Linked DNA regions of Pan troglodytes: region 1 is linked to region 2. Evidence: chromatin contacts called from public Hi-C data. All regions are on one chromosome and are shown on one strand. Each heading gives the region's core, a stretch centred on a gene start, on an enhancer-like site or on the middle of the called end of the contact. The rest is flanking DNA. Distances are from core to core; before and after follow the strand shown. Region 1 overlaps SNCAIP (synuclein alpha interacting protein). Region 2 holds the start of SRFBP1 (serum response factor binding protein 1).

Region 1 (7,103 bases), core at 1,529-4,028, 460 kb before region 2:
GATGTAGTAATTTTTTTTTTAACTGCAAACACTGGATTGTGATCTGTGTACACTAATTAATGTTGGGATTTCCTAATATGGAAATTGATTGCAACTGAGAGCCATCTGGTTAGTGTGCTTATTCATCTTTAATTGAGTGAGACTGCCTTGATTAATGTCTTATAAAGATTTTCCTTTTAACTTTGGGTTCAAGAAAATGTGTCATTGTTCCTTTTGATAAATGTTAAATGTGTTTACTGTAAAAAATTTGGAAAATACTGAAAAATTAAAAAAAATAGAAAATCGAAGCCACTTGTACTGCTACTCTGAGTGATAACTACTATAAACATGTTGTGACATAATTTTTTTTAGTATTAATTTCTATTTCCCTTTATCTCCAAAATTCAAAGCTGGTGCTAAATTATAGGACCAGTTTTGTATCATACATATTTGTTTAGTACTATATAATGAACATTTTCCCATAAAATGTCATCAATGGCTGCAGCTTCATTATTTATCCAATATCTGTCATGGGATATTTATTTAGGTTGTTGTAAACTTTTTTTCATTTAAAACAAAAATAACAACAAATATCATTGGTTATATACCTTTGGATACATTTTTGATGATTTCTTATGTTTGGATTTTGATGGACTAATAATAAAAAAGTAGGAAGATTATATGGTACACAAAGGGAAGATACTTAAAAAACTCCTTCATACCTGGCCATAGCAACCTGCGTAATGAATAAGGCTTGGAAAATCCTTAGAACAACTCAGTTCTGCAATGGCTTCTGTTTCGCTCACCATCCACCGTACGCACTCCAACTGACCATTCTAGGTTTTAAAAAAGAAAGAGAGATGGAAATTCAAGGTAACTCAGGTTTGAAAAATACATTAAAGATGGTAATTTCACCAAGGAAAGAAATCATATAAATTTTGGCATTTATATCAGGCTTAATTTATATATGATATAAAGATATCACCTATTATATTCCTGATCTGTGGATTTGGCTCGAAATCAATTGCAGAATTTTTATTTAAGTTCATTTTCATAATTGTAATCAGTTATTTTAAATTCACTTTAGTAAGGTATAATTTGTATACTATAAAATATAATCTTTTAAAGTATACGGTTTGATGTATTTTGACAAATATGTATACTCCTGTAACTATAACTTCACTCAAGACAAAGAACATTTCCATTACCCCCAGAAGTGTTCTGGTACTCTTTGGTTCTCACCCTCCTCTCATTTGTCCCAAACAACCACTGATGAGATTTCTGTCACAATAGATTACTGTATATACTCTTGTGTCTGGCTTCTTTTACATAGCAGGCCTTTGGGACTCATCCAAGCTACTGCTTGTATCAGTAATTTATTCCTTTTCTATTGCTGAGAAGTATTTCATTGTAGAATTAAACCACAATTTACTTATCCAATAACTTATTGATAGATATGTGGATTGTTTCCACTTAGGGGATATTATGAATAAAGTTGCTATGAATTTTTTTTTGTGAATAGTGAATACATGCTTTTATTTCTCCTCGGTAAATAACGGAATTTCTGAGTCGTATGGTAGCTGTATATTTGACTTAATAAAAAGCCACCAAACTAGTTTCCAAAGTGATTGCCCACTTTATATCACCACCAGCATCATATGAGCATTCTAATTGTTCCAAAACTAAGCCAACACACGGCATGGTCTTCAGTATTCTTCAATTAAACTTCATAAGATGCACAACTGTTTTCCAATCTCCAAAGAATCATATTTGTTAATGAAAAATCAGTAAACTCATATTTGAAATTAAAAATTTCATTAAGGGATGAGGTAAATATCTTAATTAGTAAAATATTAAACAATTTTAAAAAGGGAAATTATCTTTTATTATATACAAATAATATAACTATGGATACAGAAAGTAAAATATCCTCAACTTTTACATTTTTAAGGAAACCAACCCTCTTGACCTTTAGGATCAAGTAAAAGTAGGCAGAAAAAAAAGAGTAGGATTTTCTTATAGTCGTTTATGAGTATTTTTTACCCTCATAATTTTAAAAAAATTTCTCATAATTTTTAGAAACTTAAACTTCTCTCAAAAAGCAATCAAAGCATGTAAATAGCTACAATATAGTCCATACATGTCTGTAGAAAATGTTCCCTACCACTTATAGAGCAGTATGATATATAAACCCAGATACGTATCTCCTCGTGATTAAAACCCAGATTCTGATATGGTTTTAAATCTTAATCTGCCACTTAGTTACAAGACCATGGACAAATTACTTTACCTATCCGATACTCAATTTTCTTATCTGTGAAACAGTGAAATAGCAGGGATAATAGTAACTACCTCATAGAGTTACCATGAAGATTAAATGAAATAAAGCATGTAAACTTACTAAGCAGACAATACTTGTTACCTTCTATTAGAATGCTCTCTTAGATTCTCGCAATAACTCTGTCAGACAAATCAAACATTCAACTGCCTTCCTAGTTTGCAGCTTGTGGGATTTTAGCCCAGGAGAAAAGAGGTATGGTTGGCAGGGAGCCAAGGGAGGCTTCACTGAGGGTAGCATTTAAATTAGTAGAATAGGATTAGTTTCTCTTTATTTTAGAATTCTATCATTTAACTGCTCAAGGGTAAAAATTTATTCTAAAAGGAGGACAATGAGGTAATCTGCTCATTCTTCATTTTATTCCATTTGGATAATGGAACGCCCAACTATTCACATGCAGATTCTATTCTCCGGAGGTATTTGCCCTAGGAGGTTGTTCTGAATGAGTTGGCTCCCTGCTCCTCTGGCTGGATCTGGCTGATGGAGACAGTGGCAGATCAGGAAAGGAGAGTGAGTTTGAGGCCCTCTCTATGGGGTTGCCATTGGCCATCTGAGTCCCTTAAAAAGCCCAAAAGTAAGCCAGTCCTTTGTACTCAGTCCTTTCTATCTCAAGTTCTTATAACCACTCCTTTCCCTTTCCCAGCTTTGGGGAGGTAACCGTGTCCTGGCTGTTAAATAAACACCCCAGGGTACTGCACTTTCCTTTACGGACCCCTTACCCTCAACCATCCTTTTATATATAATCCCTTAATTACAGACTTTCCTTAAATTTCGCAATTGGAGCATGCCAAATGTTTCCTACCAGGATTAAAAACGAAAAACCACTAACACACAAATACAATGTGCTTCATTCCCGCTAAAAGAAGAAAGGAATAGCAACCATATTGATCATTTACTAGGCAAGACGGTTTACGCAAACTGGCGTTTACACAGAACACAGAAATGTGAGGCAACATTTCTGATTTCTGATTTTAGTAATGTAGGTCTTCTTTTTTTTTTTTTTGGTCAGTTTACCTAAATTAGGCATTCATTACTTTTTAAAAATATTTTCATAGAACTAAATGCTGTTTTATTGACGTCCTCTATTATTTTTCTATTTTTTATTTTATTTCTTTTTACTCTAACTTTTATTATTTCCTTCCTTCTGCTTGCTTTGGATTTACTCTGCTCTTCTTTTTCTAGTTTTCTAGGGTGGAAAATTAGGCTATTAATTTGAAGTCTTTCTCCTTCCCACTTTCCTCTCCTCCTCTTTTAATAGAGGCATTTACAGCTACAAATCTCCCTCTAAGTGCTGCTTTAGTTGCATCTTGTAAGTGTTGGTATGTTGTATTTTCATTTTCGTTCATCTATAAATATTTCCTAATTTTCCTTGTGATTTCTTAACACGTTGATTTATTTTGACATGTAATTCTACATATTTATGAACATCCCAAATTTCCTTTTGTTATTGATTTCTAATTGCATTCTATTATGATCGAAGGACATAACTTTGCATTTCGATCCTTTAAAACTTATTAAGACTTCCATAAAAAAGGATGAGTTCATATCCTTTGTAGCGGCATGGATGAAGCTGGAAACCATCATTCTGAGCAAACTATCACAAGGACAGAAAACCAAACACCGCATGTTCTCACATATAGGTGGGAATTGAACAATAAGAACACTTGGACACAGGCGGGGAACATCACACACTGGGGCCTGTCGTGGGGTGGGGGGATGGGGAAGGGATAGCATTAGGAGAAATACCTAATGTAAATGACGAGTTAATGGGTGCAGCAAACCAACACAGCCCATGTATACATGTGTAACAAACCTGCATGTTGTGCACATGTACCCTAGAACTTAAAGTATAATAAATAAATAAATAAATAAATAAATAAAAATAAAAGGTAAAAAAAAAAAAACTTATTGAGACTTGTTTCATAGCCTAACATTTGGTCTATCCTGGAGAATGTTTCATGTGTACTTGACAAGAATATGTTTTCTGCTATTGTTGGGTAGTGTTCTATTAGATGTCTGTTAGTTCTAGTTATTCAAGGAGGCAACACTTAAACAAAATACTGTTAGAAAGGCAGAAGGAAATATTATATCACTATTGTGAGTTTGAAACCAGTATTACTTGCCATAAATATAAATACTAAGAAAACAAACAAACAAAAAATTCTAGCAGGAGATTTTTGCCTGCCAAAGTCTATCGGCCTGGGGCCACTTGCTGTATTTAACATACAGCAAGGGGGTATCAGTAAGATTATGTGTTTGAAGTCACGTTATATCCAGATGGACACTTTGCTTTTTGGCTTAATCAAAAGGACTGAATGAGAAGTGAAAAGGGAATTAAGATTATTTCATTCCTAGACTGTTTAAGTCTTAAAATAATTACTTCTTCTGTCCTGTTTTAGAAAACAGACTGCTCTCACCTTTTAGAAATATTTCTTTCCAACTACTTTGCTTAATCATTTCTAAAGAAAACTCAATAATACCCTGAACTCCCACAGTATGTACTCTTGGGTATCCCAGAAGTGGTCAATAAATTCTGTATGTAACTGGCAGAATTTATTACGTTCCATTCCAGGAGTTTAATAGTGAGGGAGATGTTCTTAAGTCCTGATATGACTTCAAAGCCCGTTCCCAGGTAAATCTTTCTATTTGATACCTTATCCCTTACTCTGCTTCCTGTTAGCCAAGTCATATTATCTTAGCAACTTCTGTCCATTTGTACCAACTTTGTCTTTCCATGACAGCAGGGCCCTCAAAACTGTGTTTAATGAGGTGAAACACCACTAGTTGGTTACTGGTGTTCAAAACAAGGTCCTAAAACAAAATGGTGACTCTTTAGGACTCTCTCAATGTCATCAGTGTTCATCAAAATACACTGAATGGACTGAGACAAAATATGCGTCAGGACAGATTTCTAAAGAGGGAAGCACTTGTTATAAAATATTTGTATTTACTGCTTTTGTAAATTCTAGAATAAAGGAGTAGAACATTCAAATCATTTTCTGGAAGTTAAGTATGAAAAGCCTGAGACCTCAAACCTGTAAAAGTTTTTGAGTCTTATGGGTTTGAAATCTTTTTCATTAAAATGAAAAAAAAAAAACAGTGCTGTTTAAGTTTGCACACTGATGGTATAATGGCAATCTTATGTTGACTGCAGGAATATAAGAATGAATTGAAACTTAATATGGATATCATAGAAGGTGTTTATGCTGAAGATTGGCGTAACAACCACTAAGTTTCTTATGTACCTTCTACTCAGAGATTTTTAATCTATCAAAACAAGCCCTAGGGCATACAAATTTAAAAAAATTATTTTCTTCTACCTATATAAATAATCTACCATTAGGAAGACTAATGAGAACTGTATTTTATAAACACTAAAACAGCAAGGCAAATCTTAACACTCATTAGCACTGCAAGAATATTTATCACTGACACATGCTCATTGATGTCTACAGAACTCTGTCACAGGGCTATATCCCAAATTTGCCATCCTATACTTGTGTTACTGATAACTTACCAGTCTTATCCACTAGCAATAATATTAGCTCCTTAAGAGTAGGGACTATGACTTATACAAATTTGTATTGCCAGCCACCAAACGCAGTACCTGGTAAACTTGGTACACTTTGTTAAGCTCAACTATATTAAATCTCGACTTTACATTTGACTTATCTTTCTTCATGATAGCTGCCTGTAGTTTAGTTCTATTTATCTTTCTTCATGATAGCTGCCTGTAGTTTAGTTCTATTTATCTTTCTTCATGATAGCTGCCTGAAGTTTACTTCTTAATTCAACATCATATCACTTACAACCAAAGCAAAATAATACCTACCAGGGTCATAGATTTATTTTATTTAAAAAATTATCTTCTATGCTAGATTTGAAGTATACCTTATTAATTACTTTGCTTAACTGAGCAAAATTAAATAAAATGGAAATTATTTTTTAATGTATAAAACTTTGCTGAATCATCAAATTAAAAATACAAAAAAATCAGGTTTGCATAAAAAATATATTAAGGTAGAACAGCAGTTAATGGTTTTTTAAATGTAACGTTCTTTAGTGAATTCACATGTAGGTTTCTCCAACAAATTCCCCTCACGAATTTCAATATAATTAAATTTATAAAAATTATGATTATTCAGCTTTTAGAAGACACAACTATTATGTAAAGCAAAGCACATATGCAAAAATACAAGATGTATTATATTTCCCTGAATGTCACTTCTGGCTTTTTAATAAATATGATTGGATTCTACATTTATTTGCCAAAGATCTTTTAGGTAATTTTAGTTGAATAGCTAATCTTCTAGTGATGTACTATATTTTGCAGAGGCACTTGCTGCAGTGCTATAAAAGTCCATGTTTTCTTGTCTCACAGTTTCTAGGTTTTAACTCTATCCCAGTCGACATTAATTTGTGTAGTTTTTGGTAGCCTACTGTGCTCTGCAAGAGCTAAACTCAAACTCAGCACTGATACTCTAAAAAATTCTTGATACTGAAGACACTCAAACTTCAGATGTGATCCGTTAAGCGCCCACTTTGTGATCTGAAATACTCCCGAGTGCTAGCATCCTTAAAACACACCTTCCCCACATTCGTCTTGCTCATTATTGTCATATTAGGAAGAAATGAAAGTCTGATAGATCCAGGTGTGGTTAAGAAGCTTAATTGCAATCCCTATGAATAACAAAAGTTGTTAGAACCACAACATATCATTTTCCTTTCTCTTTAGTAGCAGATTGACAAAAACTGGGAATTAAGTCTCAAAATCTCAAAGCAGTGA
Region 2 (6,939 bases), core at 995-3,494:
GAAAGCGAATTCAAATTATTTTTCAGATACATTTCCTCCTTGAAGAAGTTAATTCATTTCTTCTGCCTATTTTCTGAGATAGTTTCTTTTAATTTCTATGAGGTATTTCCTATTAAGGGCATTAGCCCTTTGTCATATTTGCTGTATTTTTTTTCTAGTTGTTGTCATTTTTCTTTTCTTTGGTAGGTTATTCAATTTTTATGTAGATAAATCTCTCTTTCCTTTTGTGGGTTTTTTTTCCCACTAATTTTAAATTATAATATCCTCCATCATCTCCACTTTTTTCTGTCCTTTTTATCTCCTTCACATTAGAACACACTAGACTTCAGTGGTGGATGTGTGTAGTTCCTGCTTTCATAAATTCATTTAATCACCTAGTAAACATATGTGCTACACATGATAGACACATAAACACAGGAAGACAGAAACAGTTACATAAGTGTTTCCAGAGGAGAAAGCAATCTGGGTGCACAAAGAATAGACACCTAACCCAGACCGAGAGGAGTTAATGAAGATTTCCTAAAGGTCAAATTTTAACTGTTTTGAAGAAGAACAAAAGTTAGCTAAGTGTTAAAAGAGTCTTTAATGACTCATCTCCTGTCATTTCCATCATCAAAGTCATTACAAAATTTGATATGAAGCTCCCTGGGGTTGAAATCCCAGGGACATTACTCTGATCTTTCATACATCACAGGTAACCTAATGCAAAATAGCCCACCAAACGCTTTCTGGCACAAAGCATAAGCTTAATGTATGTTTATGAGTAAATAGTGACTGCTTTCAGCTTCCCTCTTCAGCATATCCTGTAGTCCACTGTCAACTGAAATCCTGACTCGTTAATCTGGCAGCAGAGAATATATTTCAGTTTTATTTCCTTCTTCATCTCACAAGTTCCCATCAGTGAAGAGTTACCTATCCCTGTATTACCCACGGGTTCTTCTGCTACTAGCCCTTTCCTGCTTATACCAGTCCCTCTGCCTGGAATGACTTCTTCCCCTTTCCTGAATCACTGACTGCAATTCCTGTGCAAGATCCCTAAAGACCAAGGACAAGTATCACCCACTTCATTCTGCCGCCTTTGGAAACTTTTCTGCATTACTAGGTTTTGGGGGCATTCTTCACACATTGTTCTGTAACACAGGTGAGTGTTGCTTAGCTGTCTCACTTGAGTATAGGTTACTAGAAAATATGAAATATCCCTTACACTACTGTGTATAATCTAAACAGTGACTTGCTCATAAACGGGATAAAGAATTTCCTTTCTGTATCTAACTGTGAGGTCCTTACTCGATCCTTATGTTTCCAGCTTACTTTAAGACTTTGGATGACATTACTTTGTTGAATAGAAGCAGAAACCAAAGGGGGATAAGTGGTAGAAATGGTATTTTGTCGACACCGCACACTATGGAAGTGACGGTGGTGAGAACAAATGTCTGATGAGAATGGACTGAAAAAGCAGAAAAAAGAATTGAGGATAGCAAGTATAAACAGCTCTTTATTGAAGTTCTGCTGTAAACGGAAGCAAAGAAATAGGACACTAACTGGAAGAGGAAACGAAGTACTGAGCATACAGTCTCATTCAAGACCACCAATTTCTTAGAAGCTACAGCTCTTACTTTCTCTCTTCATTTTCGACAGGCAATAAAGAGCAGGTACTGTGTACTGAAAGTTTATTAAGGGTCAGGCACTTGCAAATACTTTACGTATCTCAGTTAATCTCACAACCCTGGGACGAACTATCTTGAGCTCCGCTTTACAGACGAGAATATTGAACATACAGGCTAAAGGGTCTTCCCAAAGTCCCACAGACATAAATTCGTGGGGCCAGACACATGTCTCTCACTTCAGTCACCTGGAGACCGAAAAGGGAAATTACCGGTTGCCAAACTCCAAGTTGCGGGAAACCCGCCTGGGCCCACCACGAAAGTTCCTCCAACCGCACCCTCTATGCCCGCCTCCAACCACGCGTCTCAAAAGAGCTGGTTTTGAGGACCCTTAAAGTCAGCCCCATAGGTTCCTCGGCGCTCACCTCGTTATTGAGGTTCAGAGTTCCCGGCTGAGCCATGGTAGATGAAGGAATATGATCCGCCGCTGCCTGCACGTGAACCGGGTCTCTCAGACCGCGGCTGCGTCGCCACGCCCCTCAACGGAAGCCTCTTCTGTCCAAAACTCATCCGCCTTCTGCTCTAGCTGCCGCCTGGGAACAAGAAATATTGACTCTTGGAAGGGAAAACCGGAACTGAGACAGAACAACTACCGGCGCAGAGCGCTACGCAACGGAATTGCGCGTTCCTATGGAAACCAGATGGGGGCTGGTAGCTGGGCAACGTCTAGTTTTTCAAGATTCGGTTTTTGTTTGTGTGTGTGTTCCCTTGGTACACTGCGCTCGCATTGTACCGGCCTTGGTTTTTCTCTCTAATGGCTAGGGGGGCTCTGAACGGCGGTGAAAGAGCTCTACTGAAATGATCACTTAAATGAACGATTTTTTGCTTCCATTTTTTTAAATCTAGTATTTGTGAAGATTTCTGCTTTTCTAACAAGCACACCTTTTTAAATCCTCGCAGTTTTTTGTTCCAACCTCACATTATAGCTGAGGTGCGGACATTTTTTTCCTGCACACTATAGAAGGGTTTAAATTTAGGGAATGAACATTTGAAGCAAAACCAGGATACACATTTGGTACTGCCTGTGGGAATGGCTGTTTATTAGCCGGCAGGCATAGGAGACGTAAGGGAGTGTGTTTGAATTAGGTAATGTGTTTGAATTAGGTAATGTGTAATTGTCAACACCTTCTAGTACTGACCATTAAAATGTGTCAAATGGTGGTCCAAGAGCTTTACATAAATTAGCTCCAAATCTCCACAGAAATCCAACAAGATAGAAATTATTATCCTTTTATTAATATTATTTTGTTAGAGACCCAGTCTCTCTTTGTCATCCAGGCTGGTGTGCAGTGGCACAGTCATAGCTCACTGCAGCCTCAAACTCTTGGGCTCAAGCCATCCTCTCACCTCAGCCTTCCAAATAACTAGGACTACAGGAGTGAGCCACCCTACTCTGCTCTGAACTATTATTTCACAGATGTGGAAAGTGACTTCAGAGGCACCAAGTGCCTCGCCCAGAGTCACTTGCCTGGGACTGTCCACTGCTACAGGACTTCAAGTCCAGCTACATAATACCTGGGGTACAGTGCAAAATGAAAATCCAGGCCCCTTTATTCAAAATGCAGGAAAAACGTTTCTTCCGGCGGAGGGTGGTGGCTCACGCCTGTAATCGCAGTACTTTGGGAAGCCTAGGCGGGCGGATCACCTGAGGTCGGGAGTTCGAGACCAGCCTGACCAACATGGAGAAACCCTGTCTCTACTAAAAATACAAAATTAGCCGAGCCTGGTGACTCATGCTTGTAATCCCAGCTACTCGGGAGGCTGAGGCAGGAGAATCACTTGAACCTGGGAGGCGGAGGTTGCGGTGAGCCAAGATCACTCCAGACTGGGCAACAAGAGTGAAACTTTGTCTCAAAAAAAAAAAAAAAGTTTCTTCCATAGCGTCTCTTGACTCTTCATGGTGTTTGTTAATTTACTATTTAATACGATGCTCCCTAAAGCACAGAGACATTAGGTTGTCAGGGCAGACCCTCAAAGGTGCCTGAGACCCCTGCCCCAAGACTCAGGTAGGAGTGTATACACTGGAGCAAGGTGGCAGCAGTTGCTGGGTGGAGACAGGAGAGCAGGAAACCAGAGAATCCACCTGAGGAGCTGTTGGGGACAGGACCACACATGACCTGAGACAACAAGGCCTTGGCACATGTTCCATTATCCCACTAGACTTCACTTACAAAACTCAAATTCCAAAATGAAATCACTAATAATTTCAAGACTGTGCCCAAAGCTTAGTTAACCAAGGCCCACTTCTGAGCCTTTGCCCAAGAAACCAGCCTTGTCCAGAACCCATGCTGTTATCTCATAAAACTGAACTCCACTTTGAATAGCTCTGACTTGGTAAAAGAAATTGGTATTCTTTTAGTTTGGTGCATTATTTGGACACAAATGGATTTAACAGATGACTTCCTGTTGGACCAGTGTTACATGAAGGTAGATTTGCCACTACTAAATAGTATGCTGAATTGTAATTGTTTCCTTTGTCTACCTTCTGTCATCAAAGCTGAACTCCTGGAGTGTAGGAGCTTTTTCAGCTCCAGGTGGGTAGTGTTCACTTTGCATATAAATACGTACGAAGGAATGTCAAATAATCAAGATAAATAGAGAGCTTTGTTCAAAATCTGTCTTCGAATTTGGGAGAAAGGAGTTATTATGATCCCACAATGCTTCAGAAAATGTATTACTAATACAAAATTTGCCTGTAACTCTGAAAAGCTTTGCAGTGTTTTCTCTTGACTACTTCTTTTGCTCCCTAAAATCTCAGTTCTTAAACCACCAGTCTCCTCAGGATCAGCACTTGCTTAGTTTTCCTCCTTAGCCCATGCTGTCTCCCTTAGCTATGATGCTTCCTCTGCTACATCAGCTTGCTCAAGTGCTATTTCTCAAGACCAGGTCAAATTCCATCCATCTCTTTTAATAATTATTTCCACATCCCCAAAGATAAGTTTAATTTTGCTCACCAGTGGGTCATATTTATAGTATTTATGATAGTCTACCAGTGGGTCATACTTATAGTATTTATGATAGTCTACTTTAATTTGAAATCATTTGTGTACTGGTTATTCTTTTATATTAAAAGCTCTCAACAACCTTAGATACTCCTGTTTTTAAAGAGACTAGTATTGTTCCATTTTCACAATATTAATGTGAAATCATTTGTTCCAGATATATCACCTCCAAGTCAATCTTCCTACCTCTTTTGATGCCACAATCTCAAAAATTATTTTGTTTGATAACAAAGGAAGTTCTACTAGCTGGCTTTCATTAAGCAATGCCCAATTTATCCAGTAATAACAATGTATTTGTGATAATTAGGTTGAAAGTTTCTCTAGAAAGCAAACTGTCTCCCTGTTTTATTCATGGAGGGCTGAACTGGATCAATTAACTGCTGTCAGATGTATGAAATGACAAAGCTATAATAATCAAAAGCACCTAGTTTGAGACTTTTTTTCTTTTTATTACAGTGCTCCAATTAGTGGAACTAAGGGTCCACAAACACATTCAATAGAGACTCAAGTTTTTCAGTGTCAAGTTCCTCAAGAGGAACTTGTATTAGTCCCACTGTGTTAGTTGGTTTGGGGTGCCATAATAAAATACTGCAATCTGGATAACTTACACAACACAAATTTATTTAGGATACTTGAAGTCCAAGATCAAGGTACCATCAGGATTAGTTTCTGGTAAGAGCTCTCTTCTTTGCTTGCAGATAGCCACCTTTTTGTGGCCACAACCCCATGTAACCTTTCTGCTGTGCACATGTGGAGAGAGAGCTCTCTGGTGTTTTCCTCTTCTTATAGTGGCACCAATCCTATTGGATTAGAGTCCTACCATTATGACCTTATTTAAACTTAATTACATCCCTACAGATTTTTATCTCTGAATAGCATCATATTGGGGGTTAGGTCTTCAACATATGAATTTGAAGGGCAGGGAAAACAATTCATTTCACAACACCCACTTTCCTTGAGAAATCTTCTGTGATTATGTCAAAGTAATCTCTTATCTAACATGCTGGATTACTGCCATTATTCTCATTTTGCATTTTTCTTAAGTTTTATTCATACAATTCTAGATTACAACTAAACATGGATGTTTAGCAAACAGAATTAAGAAACGCATACTCACACATATATGAACAAATGATTTTTGAGAAAGTTTCAAGGCAATTCTGTGAGGAAAAGTTAGTTTTCTCAACAAACTGTGCCTGAATTATTGGATATCTATATGGAACACACACATGTTCACACACACCACTTTCACCCACATGTAACACCACCTAGAAAAACAACTCGAAATGGTTGAGTTATATCTAAATGTAAAACCTACAAAACTTCAAGAAGAAATCACAGGACAAAAACTTTGTACTGTGAGCAACTACATGCTAACAAATTGGAAAACTTTGAAGAAAGGATAAATTCCTAGACACATACAGTGTACCAAGATTGAACCATGAAGAAACCCAAAACCTGAATAAACCAGTAAGTGATAAAATAGAAGCCTTAATAAAAAGTTTTCCAGCAAAGAAAAGCCTGGGGCTTGACGGCTTCACTGCTGAATTTTACTGTGCACTTAAAGAACTAAGAACAGCCCTACTGAAACTATTCTGAGAAATAAAGAAGAGAATACTTCCAAAGTCATTCTAGGAAGCCAGTATTACCCTAATACTAAAGGCAAAGACACATCTAGAAAAGAAAACTACAGACCAATATCTCTGATGAACATTGATGCAAAAATTCTCAACAAAACACTAGTAAACTGAATTCAACAACACATTAAAACATTATCCATCGTGACAAAGTGAGATTTATCCCTGGGATGCAAGGATGGTTCACCATATGCAAATCAATTGATATGACACATCATATCAACAGAATAAATGACAAAAATATAATTTTAACTGATGCTGAGGAAACATTTGATAAAATTTAACATTCATTCACAATAAAAACTCAACAGAGTATACAAAGAACATATCTCAACATAATTAAAGCCACATATGACAGAAACAGTATCATGATTGGTGAAAACCTGAAAGCCTTTCTGCTAAGATCTAGAACAAGACAAGAATGCTCACTTTAACCACTGTTATTAAACATAGTGATGAAAGTCTTAGCTAGAGCAATCAGACAAGAGAAAGAAATAAAGGGCATGTAAATTGGAAAGAAAGTAAAATTATCCTAGTTTTGCAGATTATATGATCTTATATTTGAAAAAACAACATCTCCACCAAAAAGCTATTAGAACTGATAAATTGATTAAAGTTGCAGGATACAAAATCAGC

The links. A called contact is a pair of places that touch in the nucleus more often than the background predicts.
Region 1: a Hi-C map of stem cell-derived neural progenitor cells shows a contact between it and region 2, with 4 times the contacts expected there. The contact joins the enhancer-like site here to the promoter of SRFBP1 in region 2. A contact is called at or near these places in 1 of 7 Hi-C or Micro-C datasets (stem cell-derived neural progenitor cells) and 1 of 1 datasets of contacts at active chromatin or transcription factors (stem cell-derived excitatory neurons).

The regions. Positions count from the first base shown.
Region 1 is chr4:120,175,221-120,182,323 of NHGRI_mPanTro3-v2.0_pri, reverse strand. It overlaps SNCAIP (synuclein alpha interacting protein), which reads right to left. Exons shown (of 13, transcript XM_054684545.2): 7 at 702-815. Among named protein-coding and RNA genes, the nearest start is that of SNCAIP, 120 kb to the right of the region's middle. Within about 2 kb of position 2,778, at least 8 of the 24 cell types and tissues checked have an H3K27ac peak or open chromatin away from gene starts, as enhancers often do. A contact at or near this core is called in stem cell-derived neural progenitor cells, where this site is marked.
Region 2 is chr4:119,712,952-119,719,890 of NHGRI_mPanTro3-v2.0_pri, reverse strand. SRFBP1 (serum response factor binding protein 1) reads right to left here and starts at 2,244. Exons shown (of 10, transcript XR_010157317.1): 1 at 2,030-2,244.